Regions from separate parts of the Mus musculus genome. Here region 1 is linked to region 2. The links are chromatin contacts, called in public promoter capture Hi-C maps. All regions are on one chromosome and are shown on one strand. The core of a region is the stretch at or near the end of the contact, and the rest is flanking DNA. Distances in the headings are between cores, read along the strand shown. Region 1 holds the start of Olfr750 (olfactory receptor 750). Region 2 holds the start of Ttc5 (tetratricopeptide repeat domain 5).

Region 1 (5,590 bases), core at 942-3,441, 290 kb before region 2:
AGCCCAGGACCCTGATCATTTTGTAGGAGCCATTCTATCTACAGAAGGAGACTGGGCCCTGAAGTTTGACTTGCTCCTGGTATAAGAAGGGGCAGTATATCCAGAAACAGTGTTTATATCCATCTCTGTGAATCCAAGGCTAACCTGGTCTATATAGCAAGGTCTAAGGTTACTTAGTGAGACCCTGACTCAAATCACTCAATCAGACAAACAGAACAGAGCAAATCTGTGAGGAACAATGTAACACCCTCCTCAGGGTCAGAAAAGCCCCTATGCTCACTAGGCAGGAGATCAGCACCAGAGGCTATGCCAAGGAGAAAAGAACCCAAGGGAAGAGGCCTTACCCGATTTCTTGTTTTCCCAAGTGCAGATTCATCCCCAGAGCTGCAAGGATACCAGGCTACACTCAGTTTCATAGTGCTGCAGGCTGCTGGAAGGGTGGGACGGTGGAGGTGATACTGACTTACAAACCGGGAAGATAAACGTTTCAGGGTCCTACCCTTATGAAATATCAAGGGCATTCTGGAGCAGGAGAGTCATCCCCCGTTACTTCAGATATAGATAGGCTCAGTCCAATGAGGTGGTTTCACAAGGAATGACAGAGAGCCAGGGGGGGAAAAAAATCTGCTTTGAGGTGCCCAGTGCCTTCTCATTACACTTCACTCTTACTTTCTGTTCTTAGGTCAAATGCTTTGCTTCGTGGAAGTGTTCTTGTCCCCTCAAGTGCTCAGTCCTATATTTTAGGCATCTCTTTCTTGAGAGCACTACTTACCCTCTAAGGCTCGTGTTTCACGTTCTTCCTAGCATTCTGTACATATCAGTAGCATTTCTTCGCTACTGGTCACAAGCCCTAATTTTTCTGTCATGTTAGGCATTGGACAGTGATCCAGCAACATGGCCTGTCTTTGAATCGCTAAATACAGAATGCGGCACATGGTGAGAGCAGAGGTAAAACTGTAGTCCTGACCTGCGCAGTGCGATTTCTGTAGATGCTGGAGGGAGAAGTGCCAGCGATGAGCCCCTAAGGCGGATAACCACAAAGCTCCTGTATCCTAGACGAAAGGGGCACGTGCTTCCCACTCCCGCATCTGAGATCCAGAGGTGAGAAGGGGGACCAGAGTAGAGAGTCAGGAGTCTAACATCTGCTGGGAATGGGACCGTTGTCCTAAAATGTCACTGCAAGAATGGGGTGTGTTCGGAACAATTTAGCTAGAGAAAAATCAACGCTCTGAAAATCAACCTTGATGTTTTGCTACTGAGAGTCTTTAGTTTTTTCTTTTCTTTAGTTTGTGTTTTCTGTTATCTTTTAGTGGAGACTTTTAGAGACAGCACTTTACAATACCATCAATTCAACCTTTTTTTTTTTTTTTAAGTTTGTGGGACTGGAATGGCTTGAATCTACTTCATTTCCAGTTTAATTAATTATAACAGTGATTTGCAATTCTGTTTCTGACAGCCTGTTTTTGAAAAGGCTTCAGATTCTGTCTCAGAAGGGAAAATGTCACAAATTGAAAAAAGGCCTCATGGGCTGATATTAATGTTAGCCGGGGCACTTAGCTTGAATGCAACCGAGTAAGTGAATGGATCAATATGGCTTCTTGCTATAGTCAGCCTCCTTTATGTGTACTACACTTACTTCAGAAATGCAAGTAGTTTGTGTCAATCTGAGTTTAGTTAGGTTCTTGGTTTATTGTGAAAATTCTCCATAAAAGGGGAGAATTGGTGTATCAAATACCCTGGTCTCTGCAGCTAATTGTTTAACTGGGTAACTGAAACCCAAGCAAGGACCCCATCTCTTGATCCGCTTCCAAACGTGGGGCAAGCCAAGCCTGGGCTTTGACTTTCGTCCTGATTTTCTCTGCCAGTTCGTTAGGTTGACACAGGAAACTTTTGAATCCTTTGTCCTGTTATTTCTCTTGCTCCTTACCAAAGTTTGTAATTGAAAAGCAGAGCGTAGGAGACCGGGGTGTGTGTAAACAGCAAGAATTCTAAAGCAGGAAATCAGCCGGAGCTCTGTTTCTTCACAAAATCTCATTCTCGTATTTTCACCCAACTCTGATGTTCAGAGATACTTTCCCCATCATAATGAAGAGCCATCAGTCGAGATTTGAGAACAAGATCGTTGAAGATATAGACTCCGGACGCTTTCCTAAGACGTGGCTACCCTTTAGGGGAAATTTCTCTGAGTTTCAGGATGGGTGATAGAACGTCGTTTCATCTTTACAGCTGGGAAAGATAATAATGGCTCCACGTGCGAACCAGAGTGTCGGCACTACGGAGTTTGTCCTGGCAGGCTTCCCGAATCTCAACAGCACAGGAGCGGAAGTGTTCTCCGTGTTCCTTTTCGTTTACCTGTTGACTCTAACAGGCAACACGTTGATTGTTGTCTTGGTGGGGGCGGATCACCGCCTGCAGACACCCATGTATTTCTTCCTGGCTAACTTGTCCTGCCTCGAGATTCTGATCACTTCTGTCATCATTCCGAAGATGCTGAGCAATTTCCTCTCGAGACGGCACACCATTTCCTTTGCTGCCTGTATCACTCAGTTTTACTTTTACTTCTTTCTGGGGGCCTCTGAGTTCCTACTGTTGGCCGTCATGTCTGTGGATCGCTACCTGGCCATCTGCCGTCCTCTGCATTACCCCTTGCTAATGAATGGAGCCGTGTGCTTTCGGGTGGCCTTGGCCTGCTGGATGGGGGGACTCCTCCCTGTGCTTGGCCCCACAGTGGCTGTGGCCTTGCTTCCTTTCTGCAAACAGGGTGCTGTGGTTCAGCACTTCTTCTGTGACAGTGGACCCTTGCTTCACCTGGCATGTACCAACACCACGAGACTGGAGGAGGCTGACTTTGTCCTGGCCTTTCTTGTCATCATGTCCTCGCTCACCATTACTGGTGCGTCCTATGGCCACATAGTCCTGGCGGTCCTGCGCATCCCCTCTGCTTCCGGTCGGCAGAAGGCTTTCTCCACCTGTACTTCTCACTTGATGGTGGTAACCCTCTTCTATGGAAGTGCCATTTTCCTCTACGTAAGGCCATCCCAGAGCGGCTCTGTGGATACTAACTGGTCTGTAACCGTGATAACAACATTTGTGACCCCTCTGCTGAATCCTTTTATCTATGCCTTGCGCAACGATCAAGTCAAGGAAGCTTTGAAAGAGATGTTCAGGAAGGTAGTCGCCAAGCTGTTAGAACAGTCTTTACTTGGGGATAGTTTGAGAAAGAAGACAGCCAGTTGAAAGCGTGGGGACTCAGTCTCAGGTCCACACATCTCCATTGCCAGCTTTTCCTTCATCATGAGAGGAGCCAGGACGAGCTTCAAGGAGAACAAGCCTACATTTCTCTTTCAAGCAAAATGAATTAACTCTATATTATGCGTCGTAATAACAACTCACACTATTTTCAATATCTTATTTTATTAATTATGTGCCTATGTGGGGAATATGGGGTATGCCATGTGAGACTAGGAGTCAGACAGAGATTCTCTGGTAGGTAGACAGGGAGAGGGACCACAGCTAGGTAATAAAGGTGACCAACTTCCAACATTGCTGTCTTTTCTTACCCTCCTGATCTGTTACAAAAACTTGGCAGCTTAAAACAAAGGCCTGGAAGGCTTTTTTCCCCCTTGCCAATAGGCCCCCAGCTGATAGACACAACAGTTATAGGCCAACCAACTATTCTTTCTTCAAACTGATCAACCCTAAATTAGGGGAGCGTGGTGCTTCCATGGACTCAAGTGTATGAATTCTTGGTCCATAGGGAGTAGCACTCTTAGGAGGTGTGGCCTTGTTGGAGTGGGTGAGGTCTCCTTGAAGGAAGTGTGCCACTAGGGGGCAGGCTTTGGATAAATTAAGATGGAATAGAGATGTTGGGCCCAACACTGAATCTAAAATCGATGACCACAACTTTGCTAAAACATAGGTCTCCAGTGTACTCCAGCATCTTCTTCTGTCCCCCAAGAGCACTGCATGCATGTGGCACACACACACACACACACACACACACACACACACACACACACACACACACGTAGCCAAAACACCCATACACCCAAAATAAAATAAAAATTAGAAAAACAAAGCTAAACAGTATGGCTTCATTAACAGAGTCACCAAGTTTACTCCAGATAAGGAGACCGCTTACGATCGTTTCTCTGCCTCGTGTCTGTGGGAGTAGAGTGGCCATGGCACAGGCTGAAAGGAATTCCAGGACCTACATAGGTTTCTCAATGTGCAACAGTAGCACTTTTTAGGACCCCCTGACCCTTTGTTCTGCGTGTGCAGTCTGGCAGGCCCTCTTTGCAATATTTCAAGTCAGTACATTCCTAAAGGCTTTTAACTACAAACTTCCAAAGGTTGTTTTGGAAAATATAAACTACATAGTAAGCCAACATAAACTACAAAGTAAGCCAAGACGCATATCTGTGCCTAAGATGACAGACGTCTTCCGCTGTTTACTTAGTAGGTGTGGTGCGTGCACCTACTCCTTGGTGAGTTCCAGCCAGCTAGGGTTACATGGTGAGACCTGGTCTCAAAAAGGAAAAGAAAGTATAATTGAAGATCAAAAGGCACCTTCAAAAGTTCGCCCCAGCAGCCTGGTGTACATAGTGAGTTCCAGGATAGCCAGGGCCACATAGACAGTCCCTGTCTCAAAAACCAACCAACCAAGAAGCACATAAATTAAAGTCTGTCTTAGAATTGTTGTTTTGTGGTAAGGCTGCAGAGATCGCAGCCTCTCAGGCTGGCCCCTGGAAGATCCCAGCTATACTGGGATTTGACCTTTTCCCTTGGTATTTCTCATTGGCAACTTTAATTGTTTTGTTTTGTGTGACAGAGGAGAAATAAGAAAAATCTAGATCCCCCTTTAAAAAATTTTAACAAAGCTGTGACAGTTTTATGTCAGCTTGACACAAGCTACAGACATTTGGGAAGAGGGAACCTCAACTGAGAAAACAACCTCATCAGACTGGCCTGTGAGAAGCCCGTGGTTCGTTTTCTGGTTTGATGACCAACGTGGGAGGGCCCAGCTCATTATGGGTAGTCCTGTTACATGGAGTCTACTGGAGGTGAGCACTCAGACAACATTTGTAGCCATTTGAAATTCTTTATTCCAACTGTCTGGGATTATACATAGGAATTCATGACTTAAGTGTAGCCTGGAGTGTACCCAGCACAGGGTATTGAAGGCAGAATCCTAGCATCTTGCTTAGCAGCTGGTGGGGAGCTTCATAGAAGCAAGTCGTTTGACAGAAGCATCTTGCCCTCCTGCTCTTAGACCCGAGCTGGGTAATTTCCCATGAGATTCTCCATTAAGGAGATCAGACTCTACTTAAACCCAAAATAGCGTCTGCAAGAAGACAAGATGGAGGACTCGATGCACTGCCTTGCCCTGTTAGAGTACCACTGCTGCACAGATGGTCCTGGGCGTTATAAAAAAGCTGACTGAGCAAGCCATGGGAAACACGCCAGGAAGCAGCACTCCTCCACTGCCTCTGCATCAGCTCCAGTCTCAGGCTCCCACCCTGAGTTCCTGTCCTTTTCTCGAATGATGGATTACAAGCTATAAGATGAAATATAAACGCGTTCCTCCCCA
Region 2 (5,644 bases), core at 1,637-4,136:
TGTGCCTAGTTAGTACATTCAATTAGTGTTCCACTAGAGGGCGAACAGTAACTGGATTCCAAGGGTTTTCCCTCCACATACACCAGTGTGAGACGGAGTTAACCTTTCTAGCTTTGTTTTTGTGGAGACATTATTATTATTATTTTTCAGGCCTGAGCTTACTATGGAGATGGTCAGTGAATTTTGCCAGATAAGGACACTTGGTGACAGTCTGTTTCCAGAGGTTGGGGATGGTGGGGGCAAGACCCACAGTAGCTGTGGGTCTTAAAGGTGGCATCAATGGTGGCCTTGGCAAAGTTGTCCATGGTGGCAAGTACAGCCCCTGGTTGATGGGTAGCAGTTATCAATACTGGCCAGCAATCATGAGCTTCTTGGGGACAGGAGCAGAGACATGCCAGTGCCTCTGGGAGCAGGGATAAGATGCACCAACAGAGACACAGTGACTTGTCATCTTGCATGGCACAGTGTGGGGCTTGCCAGTCTTGCTTCCCTAGTCGCCTTTCTGCACAGGGCAGAAAGCTTGGTTGAGATGATTGCCCCTTGATGGCATTGCCTACCTCCCTGAAGCACCTAACACCAAGACCAATAAGTGAAAATACATATTTTATAGCTAGTAAAAAGATTTTAGATTATAGTTTAAGAAATATTCTTTCTATGAGATTTTTCAATTTTGTTGGAAAAATATAAGGAAATAGGCATCTTGAACAGTTTGAAATATAAGTAGGGTAAATTTGAAAAAAATTTAATTATAAACTGTCAGGAATATTATGTTTCTTAAAAAAGTTAATTTTAATTTGCATGTCAGGCTTTTCATTTTTTATGATTTCTTTTTTTTTTTTTTTACCTTATGTGCATTAGTGTTTTTGCCTGCATGCATGTATGCCTGTGTAAGTGTGTCAGATAGCTTAGAACTGGAATTATAGTCAGTTGTGGTCTGCCATGTGGGTGTTAGGAACTGAACCTGGATCCTCTGGAAAGGCAGCAAGTGCTCTTAACTACTGCACCATCTCGACTGCCCCATTGTGGGCTCTTTTAAAGGCATGAAAAAAAGCAGAGGGAATTGTAGGCTTAGATTTTTTTTTCAAAACGTACTTTAATAAGGGTCCTTAAATTCTTTAACTTCACTTCTAGCCTCCCACCCACCAGAGGTCATGCAAAAGAAAGGTTATTAGGACACGGGAAGTGGACCTGTTTAGTTTAGAAAGAGTTCTTTGGGTGATTCCAATCTTTGTTGTCAGCATTATCAGCAGTTCACTCTACTAGCAAACTACCACACACCAATCAGCAGATGCAGTTCCATCCACTCAGCAGACACCACATACGAGTTCAGCAGCTGTAGCTGGATTCAGAATAAACTGAGAGGCTCTGCTGGGTCGGTGTGGAGTCTGTGGAAATGGCAAGAAGCCGTCGGAATATCATGAGAAGTTCTTGGGTGAGTTACTCTCTGTTAAGATCAGTGAGAAGCAGAGATCAGCAAGGTGGTGCAAGGCCTAGAGCGCTATCAACTGAGACTAGCGAGGTGCAAGATGAGCCAAAGCACAAGCCTTGTCCCACTCACTGTCTGTGGGATCATATTTATATTCTTTCTCAAGTGTCTGCTTCAGCTAAACATCCTCTCACCTGTGTCTGCTTCAGCCAAACATCCTTTCACCTGTCTGCCCCAGCAAAGCATTATGACCTGAGTCTCCAGAAATTTCCACTTCAGGAAATGATCACTTTTTTTCTTTGTCTCTGCTGCACAGTCTTTTTGGAAGCATTTGGAGGTGTTTAATGTCTTTTTGCAGAGATAATTTTTTTAGCAAAGGAATTTTAAAAGTTTTAAGATTGTGGTTGGATGTGGTGATGCCTGTCTGTAATCTCAGGACTTAGAAGGCAGAGACAGGAGGAACTCCTTGAGTTCGAGGTCAGCCTGATCTACATACAGACTTTCAGACAATTGAGGTTACATAGTGAGACCGTGTCTCAAAACTTAAAAACCAGGGGTAACGAATGTCTATAATCCAAGCACTTGGAAGTGGTTGCAGGAAGATCAGGGATTCAAGGTTATTTTTGGCTACATAGCAAGTTCCAGGCCAGCTTGGGATATATCAGACTCTGTCTCAAACAAACAGAAGGTTTAAATTTTTCATTTTTGAATAGGCAATTCATGTTCAAGGTAAAAAATGGAAAATACACTGAGAAGACTTCTCAAGTCACCTGCAGTTCTCAATCCCTGTTTCTCTCTTCAGAGATGGTTTATTACAGAAATAATAAACATGAGAACATTATTAATGTACAGTATGGTGGCATGCCAGCCTCAAACATAGTAGACTTATTAGGATCATACATTAAAAAGCTAAAAATTACACGTGCAGATATCTTCAGTTGGTATATATTCAGACAAGTTCCCTTGCAGGGAGTTCTCTTCCAAATACCACCTGACATGCATACTTTCATAGTCGGCCTTGCTTTCTAAGAGTGATGTAAAAAAGGACAAGAATATACAAAACAAAACAAAAAAATGAATGGAATTAATTTAAGAACATTTTGATTCCAGAATTTGGGAAGGGAATTATAAAACTAGGAAATTTATTTATGAAACCGAAAGTGATCACAAACTCAGCAGGTGTTTGTTATCCCAGTTTGAGGGTTTGTGGCAAAAGTCCAGCCTGGACAACATAGCCACGTTGATCTACGTGGCCAATCTGATCTACTTGGTGGGTGAGATTCTGTCGCAATAAAAAGAAGCAAAACAAAACCCCAAAGCAGTTCTAGGGCATCTTTGAGACACCAAGTTCTGGATTAAGTTGGGTTGTAGCTGTGTCTCTGAGGCGCAGATGGGCCTCCGGAGCCCCAGGGGTCGCTGTGGTTTCAGCGTAGGCATGGCTGAGTCTCTGTGGTTGAAAAGTTGGGGGAGGAGACGCTGAGAGCGGCTGGGATGATGGCTGATGAAGAGGAAGAAGCGAAGCACGTCTTGCAGAAATTGCAGGTGAGGCTGTGAGTTAAAATCTTTTGGCTCCTTGCTCTGAAAGGAGGAAGTGCAGTGGTCAGGGCCCGGGCGGCGGAGTGCGGCGGTTCAGCCGGTGCTGAGGGCTGCTCGGTGGGCGCCCGGAGGGAGTCTGCCCACCGGGTTTCCTCGGTAACAAGTAGCTTTGTACGCGGAGTGGCAGGTGGCTGCCGACTGTTAACCGAGTTGTTTGTGCTCCACAGCAGCAGCCATTTCTTTAGCATCTTTCTGCATTGAACTTGGCCACACTCAGAAATAGACTGCAGAACAGATGCCCTGGTTGTTGGTTTTCGGATTTGTCGAGTTAATCTCTTAACCCCACCCACTCCCCAGGTGACTATTGTGGAAAGGCAGAGAGGAGTTTCCTTCAAGTATGCGTTTTTATTTTTGTTTTTAATAGTTAAGATTTTCTTTAAGCCTCCGAAACTTAGTTTGTGGTCGAAGACATCCTTGCATTTAAACTAGATACACTTCTAGCAATTTTGTTTGTTGTTTTGAATCAGGGTCGCCTGGAACTGGCTTTACAGGCCACGCTGGCCTCGAACTCCTAAAGATCTACTTGTCTCTGCCTCGCAGGTGGTGAGATGAAAGGCCTGAGCCACCAAATCTAACAAAATTTAAAGCATTGATTAGGTTTCTTTGTTTCTTGTGGGAGTTAAAAGAACACTCAGAACATGGACTTTGGTTAACTATTCCTTAGTGGGATTGGCAGAAGTCAGATTTTTAATCCTATCGGCAGCGAGACTTTGGATGCACTTTGTACATTTGTATGCATAGGAAAGAAATACAAAACGTTATGCAGAATGGTGTTGTCCTTGAGGCTATTTGGAGTGGCCGTGAATCACTTCCTGTTTTCACACTTTCCTATTCATTAACAACTCATTTGTGTTGCTGTTGCCACCACAGAAGTTTGTTCAGCAAAATCAAAACGACTAAAACACAACAATAACACTTTCCTTTAACTTTACAGCCATGCTCATTGCATGACAAAAAGAAACTGGCTGTGACTGTTGCTTAGAACTCTCTTAAAAATTCCACAAATTGTGTTCCACAGATCATGTTGACCATTTTATTATTATTATAGAACAGAGTAGAGCATGCTGACTTTATATATGTGCTGAAACCAGTCTCTTCAGGACCTGTTTTTCCTGGGAATAATATACATAAAGTTAAGAAATACTTATAAAGAAGGTGTCAGCTTATTGTTTTTATCAGGGTAGGACTTTACTTATGCATACGAATTTGTTAATAACATAGGCACTACATTAGTTAATTTAACCACTGTATTTAATGTGAGTTGATCATGACCCAGCCCTTGTTCTAGTGATTAAGTATAGCCCTAATCAACAAGAAATTCTTTCCATTATGGAACTTACATCAGCCATTTCAGAAAGTAATGAATGAATAGGCCATATCATTTAAAATGATAGGCATTTTGGAAAAAAAAAAGTGTGATTAACTAGAGAGGAGGAGAGGAAGGCACTAATTAGGTTTAGGTCAGCGGTCCTCAACCTTCCTAATGCTGTGACCCCTTAATATAATTCCTCATGTTGTGGTGATCAGGACTATAACATTATTTTTGTTGCTACTTCATAACTGTAGTTTTGCTCCTGTTCTGAATAGTAATGTAAATATCTGATGTGCAGAATCTCTGATATGTGACCCCTGTGAGAGGGGTCAATCTCCAAGAGGTCTCCACCCCCAGGGCGGAGAACTGCTGCTCTAGGAAGTGTGCTGATTAGTTAGTTGTTTTTTTTTTTTTTTTCAACTTGACACAAATTGGATCATCTGAGAAGACTGAACCTCAATTGAGAAAATGTCTCATTTGGTCTGTGAGCATTTTTAAAAAATTATTATTATTAATGATTGATGATGTGTGAGGGTTCAGCCCGCTGTGGGCAGTACCATCTTTGGGCAAATGGTCCTGGACTGTTTAAGAAAGCAGGCTGATGGGGGCTGGAGAGATGGCTAAATGGTTGAGAGAGCACTGGCTGCTCTTCTAGAGGACCCAGGTTCAATTCCCAGCACCCACATGGCTCCAGGGGATCCAATACCCTTACACAGACGTACATGCAGGGAAAACATCAGGGCTGACCAGCCTGAAAAGCAGATCAGTGAGCATCAGTCCTCCTGGACCTGCTTCATTTCCTGCCTCCAGGGTCCAGCCTTGCTGTGACATCCCCTGAAGGCTGACAATTTGGAGGCTTTCCTTTCCTCCCCAAAGTGTTTGTCTTTTGTTTCTTGTTTTCTTCTTTTATCATGGAAGTGAAAGCAAAGTAGGATAATAGGGCAAGCCTTTCTGAGAAGTTGACATCTCAGCTTCTATGGAGTTGATCATGAGTGCTTAGAAGCATTTAACATTTGCTTGAGAAAAAAATGCAAGAGAATCAGAAGATGCCCCAAGTAAACAAGAAAAACCTCTCAAAGTTCTCCCAAAATACCAAGGTCACCAAGTTCAAGTTGGTTGCTTTGTTGTGGAAAACAAGGCCTTCCTTACAGGTTTGTCACAGTTAGAAAGGCCATGTATTTTTCATTTATCAGCATGTGAAAAAATAATGGATACTTAAAAAAGAAAACAAACAAACAAACAAAAAAACAAGTGCTGTTTTATTTTGGGTGTAGTGGTTTTTGTTGTTTTCTGTTTGTTTGCTTTTTTGT

Evidence for each region. Promoter capture Hi-C pulls out the DNA fragments that hold promoters and counts their contacts.
Region 1: a promoter capture Hi-C map of hematopoietic stem and progenitor cells shows a contact between it and region 2. The contact joins the promoter of Olfr750 here to the promoter of Ttc5 in region 2. A contact is called at or near these places in 23 of 39 promoter capture datasets (3T3-L1-derived adipocytes, the C10 cell line, the HPC-7 cell line and 16 more), 4 of 15 datasets of contacts at CTCF or cohesin (CD8 T cells, the NIH/3T3 cell line, embryonic stem cells and 1 more), 106 of 484 Hi-C or Micro-C datasets (B cells, the C2C12 cell line, CD4 T cells and 72 more), 46 of 115 datasets of contacts at active chromatin or transcription factors (the 230-238 cell line, CD8 T cells, the NIH/3T3 cell line and 30 more) and 4 of 9 other capture datasets (adipose tissue, liver, macrophages and 1 more).

What each region holds. Positions count from the first base shown.
Region 1 is chr14:51,068,043-51,073,632 of GRCm38.p6, reverse strand. It overlaps Olfr750 (olfactory receptor 750), which reads left to right and starts at 2,191. Exons shown (of 1, transcript NM_207558.2): 1 at 2,191-3,322. The coding sequence starts at 2,242. The coding sequence ends at 3,237.
Region 2 is chr14:50,782,762-50,788,405 of GRCm38.p6, reverse strand. Ttc5 (tetratricopeptide repeat domain 5) reads left to right here and starts at 2,886. Exons shown (of 10, transcript NM_001080949.2): 1 at 2,886-2,968. The coding sequence starts at 2,918.